Linked DNA regions of Hordeum vulgare: region 1 is linked to region 2. Evidence: chromatin contacts called from public Hi-C data. All regions are on one chromosome and are shown on one strand. The core of a region is the stretch at or near the end of the contact, and the rest is flanking DNA. Distances in the headings are between cores, read along the strand shown. Region 1 holds the start of LOC123448866 (probable xyloglucan 6-xylosyltransferase 1). Region 2 holds the start of LOC123448859 (dnaJ homolog subfamily B member 3).

Region 1 (6,593 bases), core at 3,274-5,773, 420 kb after region 2:
AGTAGAGTTTAGAAAGATCAAACGCGAATAAGTTGACACAACGATTTTTGGCATGGTTCCGATAGGTGGCGTTATCGTACGTCCATGTTGGTGGAGACTTCAACCCATGGAGGGTAACGAGTGCGAGAGTCCACGGAGGGCTCCACCCACAAGGGGTCCACGAAGAAGCGGCCTTATCTATTTCACCATGCTTCCGTCCACATAGGACTAGCCTCATTCACGGTAGATCTTCACGAAGTAGGCGACCTCCTTTCCCTTAAAAAAAGTCTTGGTTCAACTCCAGAACACGAAGTAGACGACTCCCAAGCAACACCTAACCAATCTAGGAGGCACCACCCTCCAAAAGGTAATAGATGTGGTAGAACGATGAACTCCTTGCTCTTATCCTTCTAAAGATAGTCTCCCCAACACTCAGTCACTCTCTCTCAGATTTAGCAGGGGTAGGAGAGATTGATCCTGTGGAAAGCAACTTGGGGAGGCTAGAAATCAAAGTTCAAATGGTTGGAATTGAATCTCTTGATCTCAACACATGAGTAGGTGGCTCTCTCTCAATAAAATGCATCTAGCAAGTGTAAGTGTGTTATGAGTGCTTCCTCTATGAATGATAAGTAGGTGGATGGGAATATATAGGCAACCTCCAAAATACAACCGTTGCACCATAATTAACTAACTCGGTGACACCGAAGTTACAAACTCGGTGGTAATGACTTGCTCAAAAGGCAACAACTTTTGAATCTCGGTGGTATCGATACAATGACCTAGTCTAGATTTCGAAACTCGGTGAGACCGACTTCAAACTCGGAATTTCCGAAACTTGAAATTAGTTTAACCGAAAGTTGGTCACCCAAACTCGGTGGCACCGATAGGAATGTTGGTTGTACTAGGATGGTGGGTTTGGCATAGGATCTGTGTAAGTGTAAAATCGATATGGCCGAGTGGGAAAGGTTGGTGGCACCGATTTTCCATATTTGGCTTGGGACAGATTTATTTTGTGGAAGAGTAGTTGGGTATTTTTGTGGCTATCTCTAAGCACTTGAGCAACCAATTCATCATAATACTTCATCCCCTTTTAATAGTATTGGCTTTCCTATGGACTCAAAGTGATTTCTCAAAATATAAAATTAAGAGTCTTCTTGCTTGAAGTTTGAGCCAATCGTATTCCTTGTTTCATCAAGGGGCTTCTTCTCACAAACCTATAGCCAAAGCTCTTTGTGGACTATACCTGAAATATACTAGGTAGAAGTGTTAGTCCAAGAGATGATGTATGTTGTCATGAATTACCAAAACCACCAAGGGAGCATATGTGCTTTCATGAGTTTACCATGATCTCGTCTTGAAACCTTAACTTATTTTTCTGTTTGATTATTCTCTCCAGCCCGTGATCTCGCACACGATCTTGAAACCTCACCGGACATGGGATCTTGAGAGCACGTGAGCACGGGGTATCCAGAGAGTTGACACTCGACCCCATGCGCACAGTACAAGCCCATGAGCACATGTATCCAGAGAAGGATACCAAGAGGACTTTTTTGGATGCTTTGATGGCATTCTTCACAAAACAACCCAATGCACTTCGAGCATCACTATGGAACATATCTTCATATAAGATTCAATGCACTTGATGCTCCATATGAATCTTCATTTAATTCCAAAGCTTTGAGCGAACATATATTCACATACATGTGCTTCATCCTTGATTCCATCCAATATCCTTGGGGCACCATCTATGAACAAAATCTTCAAATATATCTCACTGAAAACATTAGTCCATAAACATTGTCATTAATTACCAAAACCATACTTAGGGGCTATATGCCCTTTCAAGAGTGATTACACTATTAGCCCATTAGAGATCAAACCCCATGTTTGAAGTTTTTGTGTCTCATTATTGTGGTCTATAGCTTTGCGACTTTGTTTTTTGGTCGCCATTGTGTGAGCACACGTGTATGGATGCTAATGCTTGCGCGCGCGCGTGTGTGTGTGTGGGGGGGTAATTATACTTGGTGTTTCTACAAACAAAACTTGATCCAACAATAAGAAAGAATTGTTATTTTCTTTTTATTTTAAATGCTAAATTTAAATAAGACACATTGCAAATCAATCAAAGTAAGATGTAACAGTCTCACCGAGAACTATACAAGGTATATTCAATTTTGATATTCATGGGGTGCACATAAAAAATACATATTGGTAAACAATACACATTGCAAATCAGCCAAGTAATATAAGATGGCTACAACCATAATTATATGTAAAAAAGATGGCTACAAATCTCCACAAAATTCTCACGCTTAGATTGAAGTTGTAAAAAGTCTAAGCGCGCAGGAAAAAGGTAGAAAGATAGTTTTCTATCCATCTGAAAACTTGGAACTTGGAACATTTTGCCAATAGATTAACTAAATTAAACATAGTCAGTAATAATTTAGGATTACTATGGGAGAAATATCAGTACTCATAATTGCGAAAGAAGTAAGACCTCTCAGAATATTGTTTCATAATCTAGTACATGCATGCAACTAGTACTAGTATCACATTATGATAATGTATCATAATAACCGAGGTGCTACTATAAATCCTCTAAAATGATAAATAAGTTAGTCAATCTAAGATATAAAGTCTGGAATTTGTATCATGCACACTAGTAGCATGCTCCAATGTGACCAGCAACATGTATCGAGAGAATTTTGCATGCAACTATGTAACATGGTTCAGTTACTTTTTATATCTTCAACGAACTTTTTTTTTCATGGTATGCTTTTTTTATTTTTATTTGTAAATTTAGGAGAATGACCTATGACCATCATCATCAAGCATGTAACATCAAGGTCTACCGTAACAATCAACATGTTTTAGCTACAAAAGCAACAATTCCATCACTTCTATGTATAGCAAACAACTTGCATCCGTGACTATCAAAGCACAAATGTATTAGCGTCAATGGCGCATGCATAGTCATCTACTCCCTTCGTTTCTAAATATAAGACATTTTAAAGATTACACTATGAACTATATATGGATGTACATAGACATATTTTAAAGTGTAGTATCATTCATTTTGCTCCGTATGTAGTCTTCTAGTAAAATCTCTAAAATGTCTTCTATTTAAGAACAGAGGGAGTAGATCTCTTCTAGATGAGAATTAACGCGTGTGGCTAACTCTCATCTAGATGGCAATTAACCGAGTTACTTCTAATCCATACACCATTTGATTTGACATTCGTGTTGGTTTTTTGCTTGTTCTTCTTTGTATTGATTAATCAAATGATGTTGGAGTTATATTTGAGTTTGTTAATTCTCATCTAAAAACGTAGACATAGTAAATAGTAATTTGAGATTGCCGTGGGGAAAAGTTAGGATTGTCAATTGTGAAAGAATTAAGATCTCTCACGGTAGTGTGTCATAAACTAGTTCTCTCTTTGTTTCCTTTTACACCACATTTAAGATTTGTATGAAGTAAAACTTTGTAAAGTTTGACCATATTTATAGAAAAAACATTCAAAATACCAAATCAACATCACTAGATGCATCATAATATTATTTCTCACATTGTCTTACTTTAGTATTGTAGTAGATGATAATATTGTTAATATAAGTTTGGTCAAACTTTGACTTTTTCAAACAAATGTAATACGGAGTAAAAGGAAGCGAAGGAAGTACATGCAACATATATGGCATAGCATTAATTCGGTTAAAATGATGATACTACTTGATTTAATAATTAACGGGTCTGACTAACTCTCATCTACTTCCTTCGTTCTTAAATATAAGTCTTTTTAGAAGTTTTATTAAAAGATTACATACGAATGTATATAGACATATTTTAAAGTATACATTCATTCATTTTGCTTCGTATATAGTCTTCTAGTGAAGTTTTAAAAAAAATATATATTTAAGAACGGAGGGAGTACTCCCTCCGTTCCTAAATATAAGTCTTTTAAGCGATTTCTCTAGATGTGTACAGACGGAGCAAAATGATCGAATGTATCCTCTAAAGTATGTCTATATATATTCGTATGTAGTACATTAGTGAAATCTCTACAATGACTTATATTTAGGAACGGAGGGAGTAGATGACAATGAACTGCGTCACATATAACTCCAGAGTGACATGTGGCAATCAATGTCATCAGGCATGTAACACCATCAAGTTTAACGTAGCAGTCGATATGGAATTTGTAGGTAGCTTTTATCCGTAATAACAAGCAGCCAGTACATGTGTGACGATCGAAGTAGAAATGCATTAGCACTAACGGGCAAACCCGGTTACCCGGCAGCCAGGCAGCAACCCCAGACCCGGTCGCGCCCACACCGCCAGGACAGAAGTACGGTACGAACGATTAACCGTGCGGCATAGCCCACCGAAACAACGGCCACCCTCTCTCCACGTCCCGCCAGGACCCACCCGTCATTGACCTATCTATCACCTCGCGACGCCCGCGTCAACCAACGAAAATTTACTAGTACTCCTAAAAAAAATACGAGTACTACTTACCGGGCGAGGGGAGGCGACACGGGGCGGGGGAAGGGAAAAAGGAGTGGAAGCATCGGGTGCATCTCGTCTCCGCGTCCTGCTGCCATTCCTTCCTTCCTTCCTTCCTTCCTCGCTCCCCCAAAGGCCTTCTTCCTCCTCCCCCAAGCCGAGAATCCGCGCCGCGCCGCGCCGGATTGACTCGATTTCGATCCCGCCTCCAGATTTCCTCCCCCTTCCCTTGGCCTCCGCTCCAGACACCCACCGCAATCCGCTCCCCCTCAACGTGCGCGCTCGCGCACTCCCACTCCCACTCGACCCCGCCCCCGCCCCTTATTAATTCCCCTTCCCCTCCGCACTTCTAAACCTCCTCCCCCTCTCCCTCCTCCTCCTCCCCGGCCCCGTCCCGCCCCCGCCGCATTGCCCGGCCGCGGCGTCGATTCAGAGGCGTCTGCATTGTTTGGTTTGGTTTTGTCTGGTGTTCGATCCGGGCCAGGGAAGGGATCGACAAGAAAATGTGGGTGGCGGAGCGGGTGCTGGGGGAGCGCCGGATGCGGGAGATCCAGCGCTTCACGCGGAACGCCAAGCTCACCGTCGTCTGCCTCATGCTCACCATCCTCGTGCTCCGCGGCACCCTCGGGGCGGGCAAGTTCGGCACGCCGCAGCAGGACCTCATCGAGCTGCGGCACCGATTCATCTCCCACCCGCAGCGGGCGCTCGCCGAGCACCACGACGCCCGCTCCAAGGCCTCCGACGCCGCCGACGCCGCCTCCGACGCCAGGTCCAAGGCAGCCGCCCGCGACGACGAGCCGGAGCCGCAGCCCAGGTCGCTCCGGGACCCGCCCTACACGCTCGGCCCCAAGATCTCCGACTGGGACGAGCAGCGGGCCGCGTGGAACCGCCGCCACCCGGAGACCCCGCCCTTCCTCAACGACGTCAAGCCGCGGGTCATGCTCGTCACGGGGTCCTCGCCCAAGCCCTGCGAGAACCCCGTCGGCGACCACTACCTCCTCAAGTCCATCAAGAACAAGATCGACTACTGCCGCATCCACGGCCTCGAGATCTTCTACAACATGGCGCTCCTCGACGCCGAGCTCGCCGGCTTCTGGGCCAAGCTCCCGCTCCTCCGCGCGCTCCTCCTGGCCCACCCGGAGGTCGAGTTCTTCTGGTGGATGGACTCCGACGCCATGTTCACCGACATGGCCTTCGAGCTGCCGTGGGAGCGCTACGGCCCATACAACTTCATCCTGCACGGCTGGGACGAGATGGTCTACGACGACAAGAACTGGATTGGTCTCAACACCGGTAGCTTCTTGCTGCGCAACTGCCAGTGGTCGCTCGATTACCTCGACACCTGGGCGCCCATGGGGCCAAAGGGCCCTGTTCGTATCGAGGCTGGGAAGGTGCTCACCAAGTACCTCAAGGACCGGCCGGTCTTCGAAGCCGACGATCAGTCGGCCATGGTGTACATCCTCGCTACCCAGCGTGAGAAATGGGGTAACAAGGTATATCTTGAGAATGGCTACTACCTCCATGGCTACTGGGGGATCTTGGTGGACAGGTATGAGGAGATGCTTGAGAATTACCAGCCAGGGCTCGGCGATCATCGGTGGCCGCTGGTCACTCACTTTGTCGGGTGCAAGCCATGCTCCAAGTTTGGGGATTACCCTGTTGAGAGATGCCTCAAGCAGATGGACCGTGCCTTCAATTTCGGGGACAACCAGGTCTTGCACATGTATGGGTTTGAGCACAAGTCTCTTGCGAGCAGGAGGATCAAGAGGATCAGGAATGAGACCAGTAACCCTCTTGATATGAAGGATGATTACGGGTTGCTCCACCCAGCATTCAAGGCCGTCAAGACTGCTACAACGTGATAACTATAGTACACTACGTCCACGTTTATTTTGTTCGTTCGTTCTAGATTCTCTTGGATCAAAATCCTATAATTGTTCTTTTTTGTAGAATCAGGGTAACAAGGAAATTTGGTTTTGGTATCGCGGGATGGATATCTATGTTGTACTGTGAAATGTTAGAGGATGAAGTTATGTTATTGATGGCACAATCTATGCCTTCCGCTTCTAGAAATCGAGTTAGACGAGGGTACTCAGCTGAATAGCTCTATGGA
Region 2 (6,307 bases), core at 3,231-5,730:
AAGAACTTTGTATTGAAGATCCAAGAGAGAGAAGAAGCCATCTAGCTACTAACTCCGGACCCGTAGGTCTGAAGTGAACTACTCATGAGTCATTGGAGGGGCGATGATGATGATGAAGAAGCCCTCCAACTCCAAAGTCCCCCCCCCCCGGGAGGGCGCCGGGAAGGGTCTCCAGATGAGATCTCGCGGAAACGGAAGCTTGCGGCGGCGAAAAAGTATTTTCGAGGCTCCCCTGATTTTTTGCTGTATTTTAGGGAATATATAGGCCAAGGATCTAGGTCAGGGGGCGCCCAGGGAGGCCACAAGCCCTGCCACCGCTGCCTACCCCCTGGTGGCGGAGTGGGGGCTTGTGGGCTCCCAGGAGCCCTCCTGGCTTGGCCCACAGGCCCCCTGATCTTCTTCCGTTCGGGAAAAAAATCATTTCGGGGATTTTATTCCGTTTGGACTCCGTTCCAAAATCAGATCTGAAAAGAGCCAAAAACACATAAAAACATGAACTGGCACTTGGCACTGAATTAATAAGTTAGTCCCAAAAAGATATAAAAGGTACATAAAACATCCAAAGATGACAAGATAACAGCGTGAAACCATCAAAAATTATAGATACGTTTGAGACGTATCACACCATAAAGGTGACTAACGGTCAGATGGCCAAACTCGGTGGCACCGATACTCAAACTCAGAAATTTTGATTTTTGTATCTTGGCAACAGAATGCTGGTCACACTAAATTCGATAGCACCGATGCAGTTTCGATTGCACTGATTTGCTGGGAATGGCTAGGGTTTTGTCTTAGGTTCAAACTAGGTGGCTCCGATGTGGCAATGTTGGTGACGCCGAATCTGTGAATGTGGAACTTGACACAGTGGATATGTGGGGAAAAATGACTGAGTGTTTTGGTGGCTAACTTTGAGCATTTGAGCAATCAGTTCATTTTACTACCTCACCCTCTTTTAATAGTATTGGTTTTCCTATGGACTCAAAAGTGATTTCTCACAAATATAAAATGAAGAGTCTTCTAGCTTGAAGCTTGACCCAATATTATTCCTTTCTTGCATCCAGGGGCATCTCCACATAAACCTTAAGCCATAGCATCTTTTGAACTTTTCTGAAATATAATTGGAAAACACATTAGTCCAATGATGCATATGTTGTGATCAATTATCAAAACCACCCTAGGGAGCAATTGTGCTTTCAATAGCTTTGAGGTGGTCTTAATACCTACAACAATTTCATCTTATGTTCTCCAATAGATATGAACTTTGGAGTGATTCTTTGTCGCACGTTATGCGATGATCATATGATTCTATTATGTTAGCATTGTTGAGAGATCGCACTTGTGAAAATATGAACAGTAGACCTTATTTCCAAGCATTGCAATACCTTTCATGCTCACTTTTACTACTTATCACCTTGTTGGTTTTATATTTCCAAATTACAAAACATATAACTATTATCCATATTGCACTTGTATACCACCCTCTTTGCCGAACTAGTGCATATATACAATTTGCCATTATATTGGGTGTGTTGGGGACACAGGCGATTTCTTGTATTTAATTGCAGGGTTGTTTGAGAGAGACCATCTTCATACTACACCTTCCACAAATTGATAAACCTTAGGTCATCCACTCAAGGGAATTTGATGTTGTCCTACAAAACTCTGCACTTGAAGGTCCAACAATGTCTACAAGAATAAAGTTGCGTAGTATATATTAAACTCTTTTCTGGCGCCGTTGCTCGGTACGGGACTGGCTCGAGAGATCCACTCGGGTGCGAGAGGAGACTGGAGAAGAGGGACGGGCGTGGCGGCCAATGCGGGGAGCCGGTGCTGCCCCTCTGGCGATGCGGCAGCTAGGCAGGTAAACGACGTTGCCCTCGGGCACTACAGGAGAACCACATTGAGATGGAGGGGGAGAAAAATGAAGAGTTCACAGGATGGGTCAACGCATCAGGGTCTCCTCTCAATCAATCTGGATCGAGGCGACTCAACGAGCATGCGGGGCGATAGGCGGCTCTCCCGCTCGATCCGGTCGAGTGAGGTCTACGCAGGGCGGCGGCGAACGGGCTGGACACACAAAATGACGGCGACAGACGGATCAAGTCGAGCGGTGGTGGGGCCTTGCGAGCCGATGTGCTGTTGGTTGCTCTGGTGAAGACGATATGGGCACGACCCTCCTATCATGGTAAAACAATAAACAAGTGTGAAGATTCTGCCGAGATTTATTTGTTTAACTTCTCAGTTCATGGAGACTTGTTTAAGGTTTTTTAAGAGGCCATGAACACAGATATACAAAACAGAGTGGGGATTGAAAAAATCGGATTAAAACTAGCAACGGAGATGGATCTTACTAACCAAGAACCCGAAAAAGTTGGATTCATGTGTGTACAGACTAATCCTAGAAATCAAATGACAACACATAGGAAAAAGGCCAGAGAAAGAGAGTGAGCAAATTCGTCAAATGCAGGGGACACACCTTTCTCCTCCTGTGCATAGACGTTAAACTTTTTTATAGGATGTGGTGGGCAATTGACGATTTACCGTTGCTCACGGGTCAGCAAAAGTGCATGTTGATGCACGATACTCTAGATCAATTTAATGAATGAAAGATATGGGATCGTTAAATTCACATTCCGTTTGCTCCTTGGAGGTTGCATCGTGCATCTTGATGAGTAATTTGAATGATTTATTTTTGCAGAAGTTTATACAAAGATTTGCTTGATCCTCATGTGCAGAGGTAATTCTGTATTTTGGAGGAGTTTTTTCTTCTTGGAGACAGAGATAGTTGATTTTGATCCAAATCCAGTAATGTTTTTATTTACCTTGTGAAATCTGTGGAAGTGGTATGTACCTGGTAAAAAACTTTCTTTACTAATGTTATATACATGTACTAGCAAAAGGGTTTGTGTGTTGCAAGGAAAGAAAAAAATACCACACGCTTTTAATTTTTTATAATCATTTTGATTTATTAAAATAATAAGCTAACTAACTAATGTAGTTAGTCCAGGCCTCAGCACAGGTCAGGATGGCCCAGGGTCGACGGGGGAGGTGATGCGTACGGGTATAATTTTTGCGGCGAATCGTTTTTTTTTCTTTTGCCTTGCAGATAAATGATGAAGCGCGGGTTGAATAAAAAAATTACAGGGACTTTTTTATAAAAATGTCGTGGTGATTTTTTTAAGGGACCGTGGTGGGTTTTCCGACGGAAGCAATAGCCGCTTTATTATTACATAGACTAGCAAAAGGGCCCATGCGTTGCAACGGGAGAAAAAAATACCGCACAGCACACGTTCTTAATTTATAAAAAATGTCTATAATTTGAGAATTTATAGTTACGATACAAATAAATATGGTCTTATCCTACAAAAATGCAGTTCAAAATTTCACAGGTCTTCTATTTTAACACGGCTTGCATGTAGATTTAATACATACAAAGAATCAGTCAAATGACCTTCAGTTTCATCTCTAATCCTGATTTTGTTGACGTGTTCATCCCCAACCCGGATGAGTACCGGTATGAAAGAAAGACGAATAATGACTTATTTATTAAGATTGCACCCTAGATAGTATTTTTATTAAACGTTTAACAGATAAAATAATATCATATTTAAATTCTACATATTTTTCTAATCAAATTCCATGTATAATATGTTAAATTTGGAGTTACGGTTTAAAAGATAAGAGTATTTAAAAAAATATTTAATATATACTACGAGTTTAATGTCATAAACAGTAAGGACTTTTTTGTAAAATCACCTCGATGGGTTTTCCGACAGAAGCGATAGCCTCTTTATTATTAGGTAAAGATATAGATATAGATATAGATATAGATAAAAAGTATCATTTTTTTAAGGATCAGCCCGACAGTTTCACACCAATGGCCTCATAATGGATGTATTATGCACGATGATGGGTAAACTCTCGAATACTATACAAGCTCTCAAATATATTTCATGATATCCATTGCAACACATGGAATTTGCACGCATAATTCTAATGTACTCCCTTTGTACCTAAATATAAGTCATTCTAAAAGTTTCACTAATGTACTATATACGGATGTATATAGACATATTTTAAGGTATAGATTTACTCATTTTATTTCGTATGTAGACATCTAGTGAAACATCTTAAAAGACTTATATTTAGGTACGGAGGGAGTACAATAAATGTGTTTACACTAATATAAACATAAAAAATTCTTCCATTATAACGCAGATACAATTTTAATGAACAACTAATAACACTAGGAAGAAGGACCACCCAAGGCCCAGGGCCTACCGACGTGTATTGGGTTGGGTTGGAGGGCGATGCAAGGTAATAAACCATCGAGGCCGAGCCCAAAACCTCGACGATTCCATGAACACAAAATGCAGACAGCATGGCAAAATTGTAAATACGACCATACCCCGATGGCGAAACCCGAAACGCCCCTTAAAAATATCTGGCATCGGCACGAACTCTGGAACCTTCACTGGCCCCAATCTCCGACGACCAAAAACTCTATTTAGATATTTTTTTTTCCCACGCCCCCCGACTCCCTACGGGAATAAACGCCTCTTTGCTGGTACCCGGCTCCCCCCTCATCAAAATTCTCAAATCCACCGTCTCCATCCCAATTCCATGGTGCAATAGCAGCACAGCCGCGTTCCGTTTCCTCGCCGTCGCGTCGTCGACGGTCGGCCTCATCCCATGGACGCCTCCGCCGGATCCGGCAATGCCCCCGGCGCCGGCGCCGGCGCGTCGTCTTGCTGCTACTACGCCCTGCTCGGCATCCGTAAGAACGCCTCCTCCACCGACGTACGCGCTGCCTACCGACGGCTCGCCATGGTACGCACGCTCCTCTCCTCTCCTCCGCTTCCCTTGGCGCGCATGGGCGTTTGTTTGGTTTCCTGGTCTGGTCACAAGGATCGGAGTGCTCATAATCCGATGTCTCGCTCTGGCCGTCCAGAAGTGGCACCCGGATCGGTGGGCGAGCGACCCCGGCGCGACGGGCGAGGCGAAGCGGCGGTTCCAGCGGATCCAGGAGGCCTACTCCGGTAAGGCGTCGCGAGCTTCTTCCCATCAGCCCTTGCCTTTGCCGCGCGAGGTTTTGATCGAATTCTCTCTTGGCGGCGTTGCAGTTTTGTCCGACAAGGGGAAGAGGGCCATGTACGACGCCGGGCTCTTTGATCCCCTCGACGACGACGACCAGGTGGGCGCTCTGCTTTCCCTCCCTCCCCGCTTATTGTCTCGTCCATATTCTCTCGATTATTATATTGTTTTATTTATTGATTGAAACAAAAAAAAAACAAGTGGGGAATTACCCGCTCGTGTCCGGGGACAGACCGACGTACATTGCCCCTGAAAATTTTGCTCTGGTTCTGGACGGCCAGGATTTCTCCGACTTCATGCAGGAGATGCTGGTGATGATGGATAGCGTGAAAAACGAGGTAGCCGCAACCGCTGACCCAACCACCACTAGTTTTATCCTGATTACTACCTTTTCTTGAACGATCTGGTATTACATCTCGTGCAGAAGCCGGACACGCTCGAAGACCTGCAGAAGATGCTGGATGACATAGTTAACGGCGACGGCGGTAGCCGCGCCACTGCAGGTGCTGGTAGCGCCGGCGGCGGCGGCGGCGGCGGCTGCGGCGGTCGCGTTCCACCGGAGGCCAACCGGAGAACTCGTGTCGCCCCTTACCCGCAGCCTTCGCGAAGGTGATGGACGCTCCGGTGTACGAGATGTGCACACACCGTTGCGCTTGTAGAAGAGAGACCAGAGCAACAAGAGAGCAATCAGCATGAAAAAAAAACAATAAAAATTTGGCAAACCAGAATTGTTGCTCAATCCCCTTGCCGGGGTGGTTACAACTTGAGTACAGTAGTTTTTAGTTCCTCTGTGATGACAATTGACGCCGTCGATCTGCTGAATTGTGTTACTTTGGCTGGTTCGTGCTTCGGTCGCGGCCCAAGAATTGGCCGCCCAGCGGCGATTCCATTATCTTTCGGGCCCTCTCGTCCCTTTCAGTTAAATTTGATCTCCCAATTGCTGCTGGAATATACACACACTACCTTATCTCCATTAATGTTTCCCCTTGTGGTGAGTCCTGTCCTGACTCGTGAGTTGTGCGTCGTCTTTTTGACCTGCCATTTACGAGTAGCACAGGCACAAACCTCCCCATTGTCTTCTCTGCCAAGCGGCTTGCCGACTTCGGCAGTCAGTTGTAACCAGAGATGATTCTCTTGCTTGACGCTCTTGTCTCGTGCCGTGTCGTGGTGCTCGGATGCCCTTGTACTGGGACGATGGTTCTAGCGAGCCGAT

What was found. Hi-C and Micro-C count contacts between places; a contact is called where the count stands out from the background.
Region 1: a Hi-C map of leaf shows a contact between it and region 2, with 3 times the contacts expected there. The contact joins the promoter of LOC123448866 here to the promoter of LOC123448859 in region 2. A contact is called at or near these places in 2 of 6 Hi-C or Micro-C datasets (both in leaf).

The regions. Positions count from the first base shown.
Region 1 is chr4H:440,367,473-440,374,065 of MorexV3_pseudomolecules_assembly, forward strand. LOC123448866 (probable xyloglucan 6-xylosyltransferase 1) reads left to right here and starts at 4,524. Exons shown (of 1, transcript XM_045125894.1): 1 at 4,524-6,593. The coding sequence starts at 4,984. The coding sequence ends at 6,342.
Region 2 is chr4H:439,951,386-439,957,692 of MorexV3_pseudomolecules_assembly, forward strand. It overlaps LOC123448859 (dnaJ homolog subfamily B member 3), which reads left to right and starts at 4,481. Exons shown (of 5, transcript XM_045125885.1): 1 at 4,481-4,830; 2 at 4,952-5,039; 3 at 5,124-5,194; 4 at 5,376-5,432; 5 at 5,519-6,067. The coding sequence starts at 4,693. The coding sequence ends at 5,707.